4 separate regions of the Mus musculus genome follow, and all the other regions are linked to region 4. A link is a contact called in public promoter capture Hi-C data. All regions are on one chromosome and are shown on one strand. Each heading gives the region's core, a stretch centred on a gene start, on an enhancer-like site or on the middle of the called end of the contact. The rest is flanking DNA. Distances are from core to core; before and after follow the strand shown.

Region 1 (2,700 bases), core at 101-2,600, 1.2 Mb after region 4:
TCGTTTGTTTTTACTTCTGTTATACAGCCTCTAAGGCGCGCCTGACCAAGGACACTTGTGAACATACATTTTCTTTTCTTTCTTTTTTGAGGCAGGAGAAAACCAAATCTGCAAGAGCAATATAGGATTTTAACTGCTGAGCTATCTCTCAGGACCCTAAAACAAACAAACAAACAAACAAACAAAAAACCCCAGCCCTTTGAAGTATACAGTTCAGGACTGGAGAGGGGGTTCAGCAGTCAAGAGTATCCGTTGCTGTTTCAAAAAGCCCCAGTTCGATTCCCAGCACCCATATCAGGCAGCGCCTGCATTCGCAGGCACATGTCTGAACACACATAGGATTTAAAAATAAAATAATTACATATTGAAGATAAACCGTACAGTTCAGTGGCTTTCAGGATATCTGCCTCTGGGTAATTCCATGGCACTTACATTCCAAACATAATGCACTAGCCGCTATGTCCTAGTCTTCTGGAACTCCGATAAATCACTTATAAGCTTTCTAATTTCACAGATATCCCTGGTTTAGTCATTGCAAACAAATAGTGGCCTTTGCATCTGTTTCTTTACACCTGTTTTCAAGGCTAATCTATGTTGTATGTGTCAGTATTTTATTAGTGCTTTGCTTCTCAAGACAGGGTTTCTCTGTGTAGCTCTCTCTGGCTATCCCAGACTTGTTTTGTAGACCAGGCTGGCTTCAAATTTACAGAGATCGTCCTGCCCCTGGCTCCCGAGTACTGGGATTAAAGGCGTGTGCCCGGCTGGACAATTTTTGGTCTTCCTCCTCAGTTTCCTAATTTACCTGGAATTGATTACAGGTGAGGGGACACCATGCCGGCTTTATTACGGGAGTTCTAGACGTTATGTATTCAGGATACTAGTTCCTCATGGTCACAGATTATTTTATATATTCCATTGAGTGTTTTTACGAACTTTAAGAAGCAGCACCAAGGGCTGGTGAGATGGCTCAGTGGGTAAGAGCACCCGACTGCTCTTCCGAAGGTCCGGAGTTCAAATCCCAGCAACCACATGGTGGCTCACAACCATCCGTAACGAGATCTGACTCCCTCTTCTGGAGTGTCTGAAGACAGCTACAGTGTACTTACATATAATAATAAATAAATCTTTAAAAAAAAAAAAAAAAAAAAAAAAAAAAGAAGCAGCACCAAATAAACGCAGGCGAAGAGAAAGAAAGGACAGAGGAATGACGCTCCACAATTCTAGCCAAACCTGCAAATCCTGGGCTAACAGGGGTCTGAGTTTCCTGGCTTCGGAGCTTACTGGCCCCGCCCCCCGCCCTTTGACCCGCGCCGTTTCCGGTTGGAGACGTGGCTTGGGGCCGCCATCTTGGCAAGAGGCGAAGCGGCGGAGGCTCCTGTCAGGGGCGGCAGGTCCGGAGCGGCCAGAGCTCCGCGTCTCTGGGCAGCAGCCCGAGTCCCCGCAGAGCCAGAGCGCGGCGCAGCGCGCCCCACCTGCGGCCTCACCATGGTAAGCGCCGAGCCGGGTTCCCTCGCCACGTCCTCGCCGGCTGGGCCGGGACCGCAGGAGCCGCGCCCGGAGCCCTGCTGTCGGCCCAGGCTTGGCACGGCCTCCCGGAGTCCTAGAGCGAAAGCTGCCGCGCCCACCTAGCCTCCGCCGGCAGCGCCGCCACGTCCGCCCGCCCGCCACTCGGGCTGGTGGTTGTCGCGCGGGTCTTCCGTCCTCAGGTCCCGCCGGTTCCCTGCGAGCTCCGGAACCGCAGGGCTGGAGGCTGGGCCTGTCCGCCGCTTTTCGTCCTCTTGTCACCACGCCTCAAAGCTTTTCTTCTCCCTCCTCCACCTCTTAATTGAAAGGGGGAAGTAGAGGCAGTGCGGAAATGGTAACTTCGGGCGCCCGTTTGAGGGACCCCGGTGTCCCCGTAGCTACCCTGTGCTAGGGTAGCGCGTACGTGTCTTTGGCAGCGAGGCTGGTGCAGAGTGTATATAGAACGTAGAGAAACGGAGTGACAGCACAGGGTTTCTGTCTTTAAGGGACCGACCGTTTTGGTGGAGTGACAGGAGTGTGGCTTACTGTAATCACAGCTGTTATGTGGAATAGGAGAGGTGGGCTGTGCTTGGGGACTCTGATGCCAGCGGAGCTTATTTCTCTATGAACTCATCTGTTACCAAGATAGGAGAGGTTATTTGTAGGTGAGGGTAGGAGAAAGCAGAATTAACTCCACCAGATCCTCCTTAATCGACTGAAATCTGAATATTCGGGAATAAGAGGAGATCCTTAGATCTAGTAACTTTTGAAGAATTTTTAAAGGTGCTTTGAAAGCATACCTAAGTAACATGACTGACTCTCTTGGTACTTGTCCTATTAAGTTCTACTAACAACTCTTTTGATAAGAATTTGGTTAGAGGAGAAATTCATGTTTGGTCTTTAAACCACAGAAAGTTTCTTTTCCAGCCTCAGGTGTATAAAATTTACATCAAGTAGGCTTGCCTCCCAAAATTTGGTATTAGACATAAAATTTCCAAAACCTCATATACCGACCCTGAGCCCCAATTCCATGAGTTGATGTTGTTGTTGTTATTGTGTATGTTTTTTCTTTTATATTTTAAGATGTTTTTATTTTATGTATATGAAGTTGTGTGTCTGTGCAATACCTGAAGATGGTATTGGATTCCCTAGAACTATAGTTATGGACACTTATCAGCCTCCCTGTGGTACAGGGAT
Region 2 (2,973 bases), core at 213-2,712, 1.5 Mb before region 4:
AGGTGGGGGATGAGCTCGCAGCATCCTCCACCACTTGTTGCTCCCAGGTCCTGCAGCTCGGAGCTGCGAGGGGTTTTGCAGGCACAGAGCCCTAGCGCATCCCCTCGCGCAGAAGCCCTCTCGCCACCGCCCGGTGCAGCTCGGTCCCGCCGGTCGCCAGGAGGCAGCGGCAGGCGGTACAGCAGCACGGGGACACCGTGCGGCGGGCAAGAGCGGCGAGGTGGCGGGAAGGCGGTCGCAGCGCGGCCGGCCTCTCCGGTGGGGAAGAGCTCCGGCTCCCTTTTGTTAGCAAATGCAAACACTGCCCTCTTCTTTCGCGACCGCGCCAACGCGCCCCGCACCGGGGCAGCCACACGCGGGGCTCCTGCCAAGCGCTCGGCGTCTTCAGGGAAGGCGCGGCGCTCGCCGAGCCGCCGCCACCCGGGCAGATTCTCAAGACGGCCGGCCACGCGGGGAGCGCCCCGAGGCCCGCAGGGCGCACGCCGGGCCGCAGAGGCCGCGAACGCCCCCGCCACCACCTGCGGGCCGCTTGCCCGAAGGACGCGCAGCCGGGAAATCCCGGATCCCCACTCGCGGCAGAGGCCTCGGTGGCGCGGACAACCTGCGGGCTCCAAGAGCCCTCCTGCAGCGGCGGCGACGAGCGGCCGCCCCCGAGCCGGGAACTTTCCCTGCCTGGATTCCAGCCAAGCCGACCCGCAGCCTAGCGGAGGGGGCCGAGGGGCAGCGTTCGGCTGGAGGGAAACACGAGAGGCGTGCAGAGCTCTCGGGCGGGGGACCTGGCTGCAGAGCGCGGGCAAGCCGGGAAGAGGACACGACGGTGGGGATGTCCTGGGGACCCGCGAAGGAGAAAGCTTCGGGGAATGGAGAATCGATCGGGGGGGCGAGCTGGAACGGAGGGGGCGAAAGCTTAGCCCAGGGACACAGGAGGACCTGCAAGTTCCAGGGACGAGAGCGAGTTTCGGAGGGTCCGGAAGGTTCGGGGCGCCTCCGAGGGCTCCCCTTCCCCCCACGCGCTAGCCCCCGGCCCCGAGCCCACTCCACTCAGCACCCCGCGCTACGCCAGGAAGAAGAGGTGTGGGTGCAGCCATCCCTGAGGGCGCCCATCCGCAGCCGGCGGATAGGAGAGAAGGGGCGCCGACCCCTCGGCCCCTTCCATCGCAGCCCCGACTTTCCTTGCCACGCTCCCGCCGCTTTGGATTTAGGAAGTGGGGGAAGGTTGTCATGGAAACGTCCCCCCTTCCATAGCTACGGCTCCTGGGGGTGCCCGGGGGGGTTTTCGGGACCAATCCGCGGGTGCCCACAACCTACCTGTGGGGATCAGTGCCGCGGCCGAAAGGAGCAACAGCAGGAGCCGGAGCCGGAGCCCTGGAGGCGCCGCCGCCGCCGCCACAGCCGCTGCCGCCGCACACTGGGATCCGCTCGGCAGCACAGCACTCGCCATGTCGGGCACCTGCCTCAGACTGGCGGCGGTGGCTGCCTCCCGAGCCCGAGCGGACAGCTAATGAGATGCTAATGAGATGCGCTGGAGGCGGAGTCAGGAGCGACCAATCGTGGCACCTCGAGCCCAACCCGGCTCTCCGAGAACTAGCCCCCTCCCCCACCCCGCCCCCTGGCGCTAGCGTTCGGCCGCGCGCCCGCGCCACCTAGGGGCGGGGCCGAGGGGCGGGGCCTATGCAAATATGTTTACGTTAAAATTCGGCCTCGCTTCCCCGAAGGAGGAGAACCTGTACTGGCCCGCGTCCGGCTCGGTGGCTGGGGAGGGGGTTGCGGCTTCAGGAGGCGGGTCTCTCGCTTTCGTGCACCTTTACTAGGAACCTTTACGCCACTCGCCGCGGCGGACTCCTGGTCGGAGAGTCTGACCGCGAGATTCCTGGGCCGGGGCACTGCGTGGGCATCGGCCTATCGAAGTCATACGTTACAAAATTTCCTTTCCCTCACCTTGCACGAAGGAATAAGATCTTTGGGAAACCCGGGAGTGGAGAGTGCGAATGCAGGTCCCCGGATTGACAAAACAATCTGAGAGAAGTGCATGCGTGCTTTGCACGTCCGGCGGAGCAGGAGAGCCCGCTCAACAGCCTAGCGGCAGACTAGGGGATAGTTGGAAGACTGAAGCTGTGGAGTCGGGGTTCTGGGATTTTCAAGTGGATGTTTGGCTGTAGATTCTGGGGAAAGGTAAATCAAGGTGGGTGTGCTCAGGCTTCCCAGCTTGTTGGAAGTGTCCTTCCCATGTTTAGTAGATTATAGCATATAAGTAATATGGAATATTTAAGATTACACGCACACAAAAGCAAAAAAAAAAAAAATCTACCGGTCAGGGTCGTGGGGAAGGGAATGTAGGGAACCGAGGCAGTGATAGAGTCAGTCGAGTTCCTCTTCCAGGGCTCGGTTCAATTCCCTTCTCTCCTATGCTTCCAGTCCTTTCTAAGGCATCTAGAGACCAACAGGTCCTCACTTTAGTTGTGTCTCAGAGAGGTTCTCCCGCTGACGGGACTTGCATGCATCTCTGGACACACTTCCTCCCTCCCCGAAATTATCTTTGATTTCTTTTCAACAAGGCAGCCGGCTCTCTTGTTTGTCTGCCTTTTAATTACTTATTTTCTTTCCCTCTAGAAGACCGTGTGTGCTCTGACCCTCTGTTGCTCAAGCATCAAATTGAAGGACGAGCCGTATTAAGTGTAAAGGTTTATAATAATTTAAGTATTCATAGAATGCAGAACAATAAGATGTAGGAAATACAATTTGCATAATAAATATCAATATCACAACAGCTAAAACAAACCATGACAAATTATATGTGGCTAAATGACCAAGAGATTACTGAATGTAAATTGCTGAATCTGAACTATAGTCTAGAAGAGCTGTACCAAGCCCTCTGTCCTCATGTTGCAAATAAATTAAAAATAAATAAATAAATATCAAAAGGAAGTTAAGATCGGCCAACCCATCAAATGAGTTACACATTAAAGCAGCCTC
Region 3 (2,700 bases), core at 95-2,594, 1.6 Mb after region 4:
AGAACAAGGGCACATCACCTACCTTTACTAAGGAGCTCCTGAAGGGCTGCCCTGGCCAAGGAACCGCGAATCTTCAGTCTCTCAGAGACCACGGCTGGAGTAATAAGCTTATAGTTCGGAACCTCCTTACAGAGCTTGTCGTATGTCGCTTTGTCGAACAGGACAAGATTGTTCAACTTGTCCCGAACTTTGCCTTTGGACCACTTCTGCTCATCAAAACAAATGAGAACCAGTCAGAACCATCCCTTTGCTCCCTAACATCAAGCATCTGAGAAAGCTCTGTCACGATCATCTCAGGGAAATTAGAGACTTCTTGGCTTATTGCATTGGCAACTTTGGAGTCGCTATCAGATACCCTGAAGACCAGACATATGCCTTACAGTTCATAGCAGTAGCAAAACTATTAAGTAGCAACAACAAAAATAATTTCATAAAAAAAAAAATAATTTCATGAGCTGGGCAGTGGTGGCACATGCCTTTAATCCCAGCACTCGGGAGGCCGAGGCAGGCAGATTTCTAAGTTCGAGGCCAGCCTGGTCTACAGAGTGAGTTCAGGACAGTCAGGGCTATTCAGAGAAACCCATCTTGAAAAAACAAATAGTAATTTCACAGCTGGTGGTCAAAAGGGGAACCATCTTAAAAGGGTCGTAACATTAATAAGGTTTAATACCATTACTTTATAAAAGTATTACACCACTGTATTCTTAAAGTGACTATGTGATTTTAGAATTCGGTATCTGGGGAAAAACTTACAGCACAAGTTCACGACAGGTCCCACAGATTCCCATTACAAATAGCTATCGCCTACCTTCTTCTTGGCCTTGCCACCAGATTTATTTACTGGGTCTTTATCCTTTTTGGCCGACTTTCCGGCATCTTTCTTCTTCTTGTCGTCTTTGGGAGGCTAGGGGAAGAAAGCGGGAGTGCAGGCCAGTCACATGGTGGTCCCATGCACCCCGATCGCAGCCCTTCACCCACCCAGGCGCCGCCGCCGGAGCACATGGACACGATGGCGGCAGCCGCCCGGAGAGGCAGGCCCGCGGGTCACGAAGCAGTCCGTGTAGGGTCGCCTCCACCTCCCCCCAGCACCGCCCGATCCTCTGAACCCCACTGCTCAACCCTCGCGGGCCTTACCATGGCGAAGCTCAGAGAGTCGTGTAGACCACAGCAGCCTCGCTAAGATGTCGGAAAAAAAGGAAGCCCGGTGGCCCAACAATCCCAGAAACCTCTGCCTCGAGAGAGTACTTCCGGGGCAATGGGTGGAGCCACGTCTTGGCTAAACTCCGCCTCTTGTGGGATGGGATAGGGGGCGTGACTTCCAACCTGCAAACTCTGAGACTGGTCGTAAAATTGCTGCACTTTGCTGCGGGTCACCCAACAGCCACTAATTCTCTGCTCTGTCACTGAGAAATACAGTAGGCCAGTTCCCAGAAATGTGTTTGTTAAAGCAATGGGGGCCTTGGCTTGCGCGTGCGCTTTAGGAGGGGGGAGGGCCGCAGGAGGGAGAGCAGAGGCGAGGCTATGACACCAGTTCCGGGACTGGAGCGCCTGGAAGGGGCGGGATCGTAGTACCCTATCCGTAGCACAGTGATGGCGATTTTTAGCGTGTACGTGGTGAACAAAGCCGGCGGCCTGATTTACCAGTGGGACAGCTATTCGCCACGGGCTGAGGCTGAGAAGACTTTCAGTTACCCGCTGGACCTGCTGCTGAAACTGCACGACGAACGCGTGCTGGTCGCTTTCGGCCAGCGCGACGGCATCCGGGGTGGGCCGGGCTCGAGGGCGGGGCTGGCGCTGCGGAAGTGGGCTGGTGCGGGGTGGGAGTGGGAGTGAGAGTGAAAGAATGGGAGTGGGAGTAAGCGGGGCGGGGAGTGGCCCGGGCCATCTCTGATCCTTAGCCACTCTTCTTGTAGTGGGCCATGCAGTGTTGGCCATCAATGGCATGGACGTGAATGGCAAGTACACGGCTGACGGGAAAGAAGTGCTGGAGTATCTGGGTAACCCTGCGAATTACCCGGTTTCCATCCGATTCGGCCGGCCCCGCCTTACCTCTAACGAGAAGCTTATGCTGGCCTCGATGTTCCACTCGTAAGTTTCCCTACCCCTTTTAAACATTTCCTCCCCTGACTAGTGCATCTGTCTCTAGGCCGGCTAAAGTGTTTCTTTGTGTACTTAAAGAGGTACAATTACTGTGTACCTCTTTAAGTGGCTGAACTCTTTTTATGAAGAAATGTCAACTATAGCCAGGTTTGAGGTAGTTTGATTTTTGCCCAGTCAGGTCTTGTCCTCTTGACCCTAGTTTCTTCATCATTAACATAAGGTAATTGAATTTTTGAAAAAAAAAAATTTGGGGGGGATAGGGTTTCTCTTCAACTTCTGTATTAGGGTTTTACTGCTGTGAACAGACACCATGACCAAGGCAAGTCTTATAAAAAACATTTAATTGGGGCTGGCTTACAGGTTCAGAGGTTCAGTCCATTATCATCAAGGTGAGAGCATGGCAGTATCCAGGCAGGCATGACGCAGGAGGAGCTGAGAGTTCTATGTCTTAATCCAAAGGCTGCTAGTGGAAGACTAGGTTGTCTTGGAACTCACTCTGTAGACCAGCCTAGCCTCAAACTCAGAGATCCACTTCTCTCTGCCTTCCAAGCGCTGGGTTTAAAGGCGTGTGCCAATCACCACCACCACCACTTAATTAGA
Region 4 (2,911 bases), core at 297-2,796:
GAGGGACTGCTATAAAAGCCAAAACAAGGTAGGCTAAGGTAAACAGCGGCCAGGGGGAGGAGGGGAGGGGAGTCCTGGGTCTCCCGGAGGAGCATGCTTAGGTAGTAAAGGTTTTTCATTAGCCAGGCGGAAGAAAAACTCAAGCTACTGTTTTAAATATAAGGAATGACTACTACGTTAAAAGTATCCATTTAAGTGAGGTATTGAGCAAAGACGAGTTGGGAATTCAAATGGGTTTTGTGGCTTCCATCAAAACTGAATGATTTTCCTTGATACTCTCAATGAAGAAAGATAGGTAAAAGTGCTACCCTCTGAGTCCTTTAAAAAATATACTACATGCGTATACATACATGGTTTCCTAACTGACCTTGGCCAGTTTCACTACTACAGCTCCTCAAATCCCTTGGGAACCAAAGGGCCCAAATGAGTGGAATTCTGTCGTGCCAATCCCACGGTTCCCTTCCCTACTGAAAAGCCCACCCCGAGTTCTAAAAAGCCCACCATTTCAGACCCTCTGACAACTAAAAATAACCAGCAAACCATCTTATCCTAAATTGTTTAACCCTTGGTTAGCTAGTGTCACCAGGAACCCTGAGCCTTGGGACATCTGGTCATGGGTCCATTCCATTTTTTTCCCCCTTATTTCCCTGCTTTCTTCACTGACTCTTCCCATAATCAAGTATACTTCCTCAGGCTTACAACTGACACCATCTCCCCGTCTTAAATAATCAAACGTGGATTCCTTTCTCTGGTATAGGTGCCAGGTCCTTCTCTTCCCGGTGTCTTGCACCCCACCGCACACCCTCAGCCCCATGCCCCAGCCGTCCTGGGAAGCCTGAGGCAGCCAGTTTGCGCGTCTCCCCCATCCTGTGGTCCACATTTCATATGCCCCTGCCCTCGTTCTGATGGTTTCCTAATTGCTGGTTCCGGAGTCTTCCTGGCGTGCAGTCCGCCGGCCCCCAGAGAGTTCCAACGCCTCCTTTCCAGTCACCCCCCCCCCCCGACCCTGCGCACAGCCCTGGGGACCTCTCCGATGTCCAGCTGCTAAGTTCCCGGAGCCCCCCCTTCCGGAACCCCTCCGCTCTGAGGTCCCTGCCTTCTCCCGCCAGCACCGGTCCCCACTGCTGACCCTGACCCGAGCCCCGGGGAATCGCGGACTCCCCTGGCCCCACCGCCCTGCTGCAACGCCCCCCGGGCAGCGCAGCCCGCAGCCGCGCGGTCCCCAGCGCCACTACCTTGGCCTTGGTGACGAGGTGCGTGGCCCGCTTGACCACAGCGAAGTTGCCCTTGCCGATGGTGCGGTCGATCTCGTAGTAGCCGATGCGAGCGGCCATCGACCCGCGGGAGGCCGGGGCTGTGGGACGCGCCGGGACGGCGGCCGGGGGCACTGCGGCGGGGGCTGCCGGGGGCCCCGCGGCGGGCGGAGGCAGCAGGCGGCCGGCCGGCCCGGCTCCCCCTGCTCCGGCCACGGCAACCCCGCCAGCTCCGCTCGCCGCCGCCGCCGCCATCTTGTTGTGCAGTGAAACCTCCGGGGCCGCGGGGAGCCGGCCGGGGGGGAGGGGGCGCGGGGGGGCCGAAAGAGGGGGGTTGCCGACAGACGTCACTCCGGGAGGCGGGGCTCCCGCGCCGCCGGGCGCCCGACGCCATGGCAACCGCGCGTCACGTGCGGACGCGCGTCACTGCCCGAAGCCATGGCAACCGTGACCTCACCGGGCGAGCTCGACCTTCCCGCGTGGGTCCCTGTTCCTGAGGCGCCGGCTCCCTAGTGCCCCCCTCTGGGGAACAGGCATTGAAAACGTCGAGGGTCAGCAGCAACTTCTAAGCTTCCGCCGCGCCTAGCGAGGTAGGGATATGAGATGGGGAGACCCCAGAACCAGACTCCCGATGGCCCCTGGTTCGCTGATGGGATCCCTGCTCCGACCTGTGTCCCAGTTCAGTCATCACCAAACCTCCCTTAAAAGGATTTCCTCGTCACCAAAAATACCAGCCTTGTCCCACTTTAGCCCTGGAGGCCACAGAGGCAGGAATAGCTACAGTATTTAAGCAACTGTAACCAAGTTGGTAGCAAGGCAGGGGAATTGTTCAGCAAAAACTCTTACAAAGCCCAGCTCACTTCGTACAATCAATCTAATAAGTCATCGAACACAGAAGAGTGCGGAAATTAGAGTTTGCATATTCAAGGATGTTGAACCCATCCCAAACATGCGTTCCAGTCTTTGGGTGGGTGAGGGCCAGAAAAGGACCGTCATTTTCCTTCCTGCCACCCCTGACTCGGAACAATTCTCCAGCCAGTTGGTCAGAATCTCTTCACTCGTTTTCTGTTGCTGGGTTAGTACTGGTGAAGTGTGTTGCATTCAGGGCCACGTCATGCTTAAAGATGAGCAATCCGTTAAGCAAAACGAGTAACTAATATAAATTCCATCCCTACTAATGACTCTCCAAGGACATTAAGAGTGATCAAATTAATAACCCCTGCAATAAAACTCATATCCCTCTTTCTTCCCTCCTGTTATCTGACATTCCACATCCTGGGCTGTAACTGAGCCTCTCCCCCTCCTCCTTCCTTATTAAGTAGATTGATTTATCTGCCTCTGGTGGGGATAGGAAATTGGGCTGTAAAGGAGAGATAGCCTTTGGTCCGTTAGAAAAGGAAGGAAGAAGGCTGTGTGCATTCCTCTATATAATTGTATCTCATGTATCCAGTGCTATTCTACCCACACCTGTATCTCCCTCCATGGCACAGGAGTATTGTCACATCTCTGTGCAGTATCAAAAAGTGACATCCAGGTCACTGGGTATGTGAGAAAGGAAATACATGCTTACCCTTTCTGACCACAGGTCTTTCCCCAATGTTCTGATTCCCCCCATGTGACATAAGTAATGGCTGGGTCTAGGATGGGACAGAGGGGTC

What was found. Promoter capture Hi-C pulls out the DNA fragments that hold promoters and counts their contacts.
Region 1: a promoter capture Hi-C map of pre-B cells shows a contact between it and region 4, with 3 times the contacts expected there. The contact joins the promoter of Arcn1 here to the promoter of Sik3 in region 4. A contact is called at or near these places in 1 of 39 promoter capture datasets (pre-B cells) and 1 of 115 datasets of contacts at active chromatin or transcription factors (pancreatic cancer cells).
Region 2: a contact with region 4 is called in a promoter capture Hi-C map of stem cell-derived epiblast-like cells, with 4 times the contacts expected there. The contact joins the promoter of Cadm1 here to the promoter of Sik3 in region 4. A contact is called at or near these places in 2 of 39 promoter capture datasets (liver and stem cell-derived epiblast-like cells) and 1 of 115 datasets of contacts at active chromatin or transcription factors (astrocytes).
Region 3: a promoter capture Hi-C map of pre-B cells shows a contact between it and region 4, with 3 times the contacts expected there. The contact joins the promoter of Trappc4 here to the promoter of Sik3 in region 4. A contact is called at or near these places in 3 of 39 promoter capture datasets (liver, neutrophils and pre-B cells) and 1 of 115 datasets of contacts at active chromatin or transcription factors (astrocytes).

Annotation. Positions count from the first base shown.
Region 1 is chr9:44,766,458-44,769,157 of GRCm38.p6, reverse strand. Arcn1 (archain 1) reads left to right here and starts at 1,350. Exons shown (of 10, transcript NM_145985.4): 1 at 1,350-1,488. The coding sequence starts at 1,486.
Region 2 is chr9:47,528,841-47,531,813 of GRCm38.p6, reverse strand. Cadm1 (cell adhesion molecule 1) reads right to left here and starts at 1,462. Exons shown (of 11, transcript NM_207675.2): 1 at 1,309-1,462. The coding sequence starts at 1,441.
Region 3 is chr9:44,406,192-44,408,891 of GRCm38.p6, reverse strand. Trappc4 (trafficking protein particle complex 4) reads left to right here and starts at 1,344. Exons shown (of 5, transcript NM_021789.2): 1 at 1,344-1,765; 2 at 1,914-2,088. The coding sequence starts at 1,591. It overlaps Rps25 (ribosomal protein S25), which reads right to left and starts at 1,178. Exons shown (of 5, transcript NM_024266.3): 1 at 1,135-1,178; 2 at 809-904; 3 at 23-206. The coding sequence starts at 1,137.
Region 4 is chr9:46,011,455-46,014,365 of GRCm38.p6, reverse strand. Sik3 (SIK family kinase 3) reads right to left here and starts at 1,546. Exons shown (of 25, transcript NM_027498.3): 1 at 1,236-1,546. The coding sequence starts at 1,508. It also overlaps a transcript of Pafah1b2 not described here.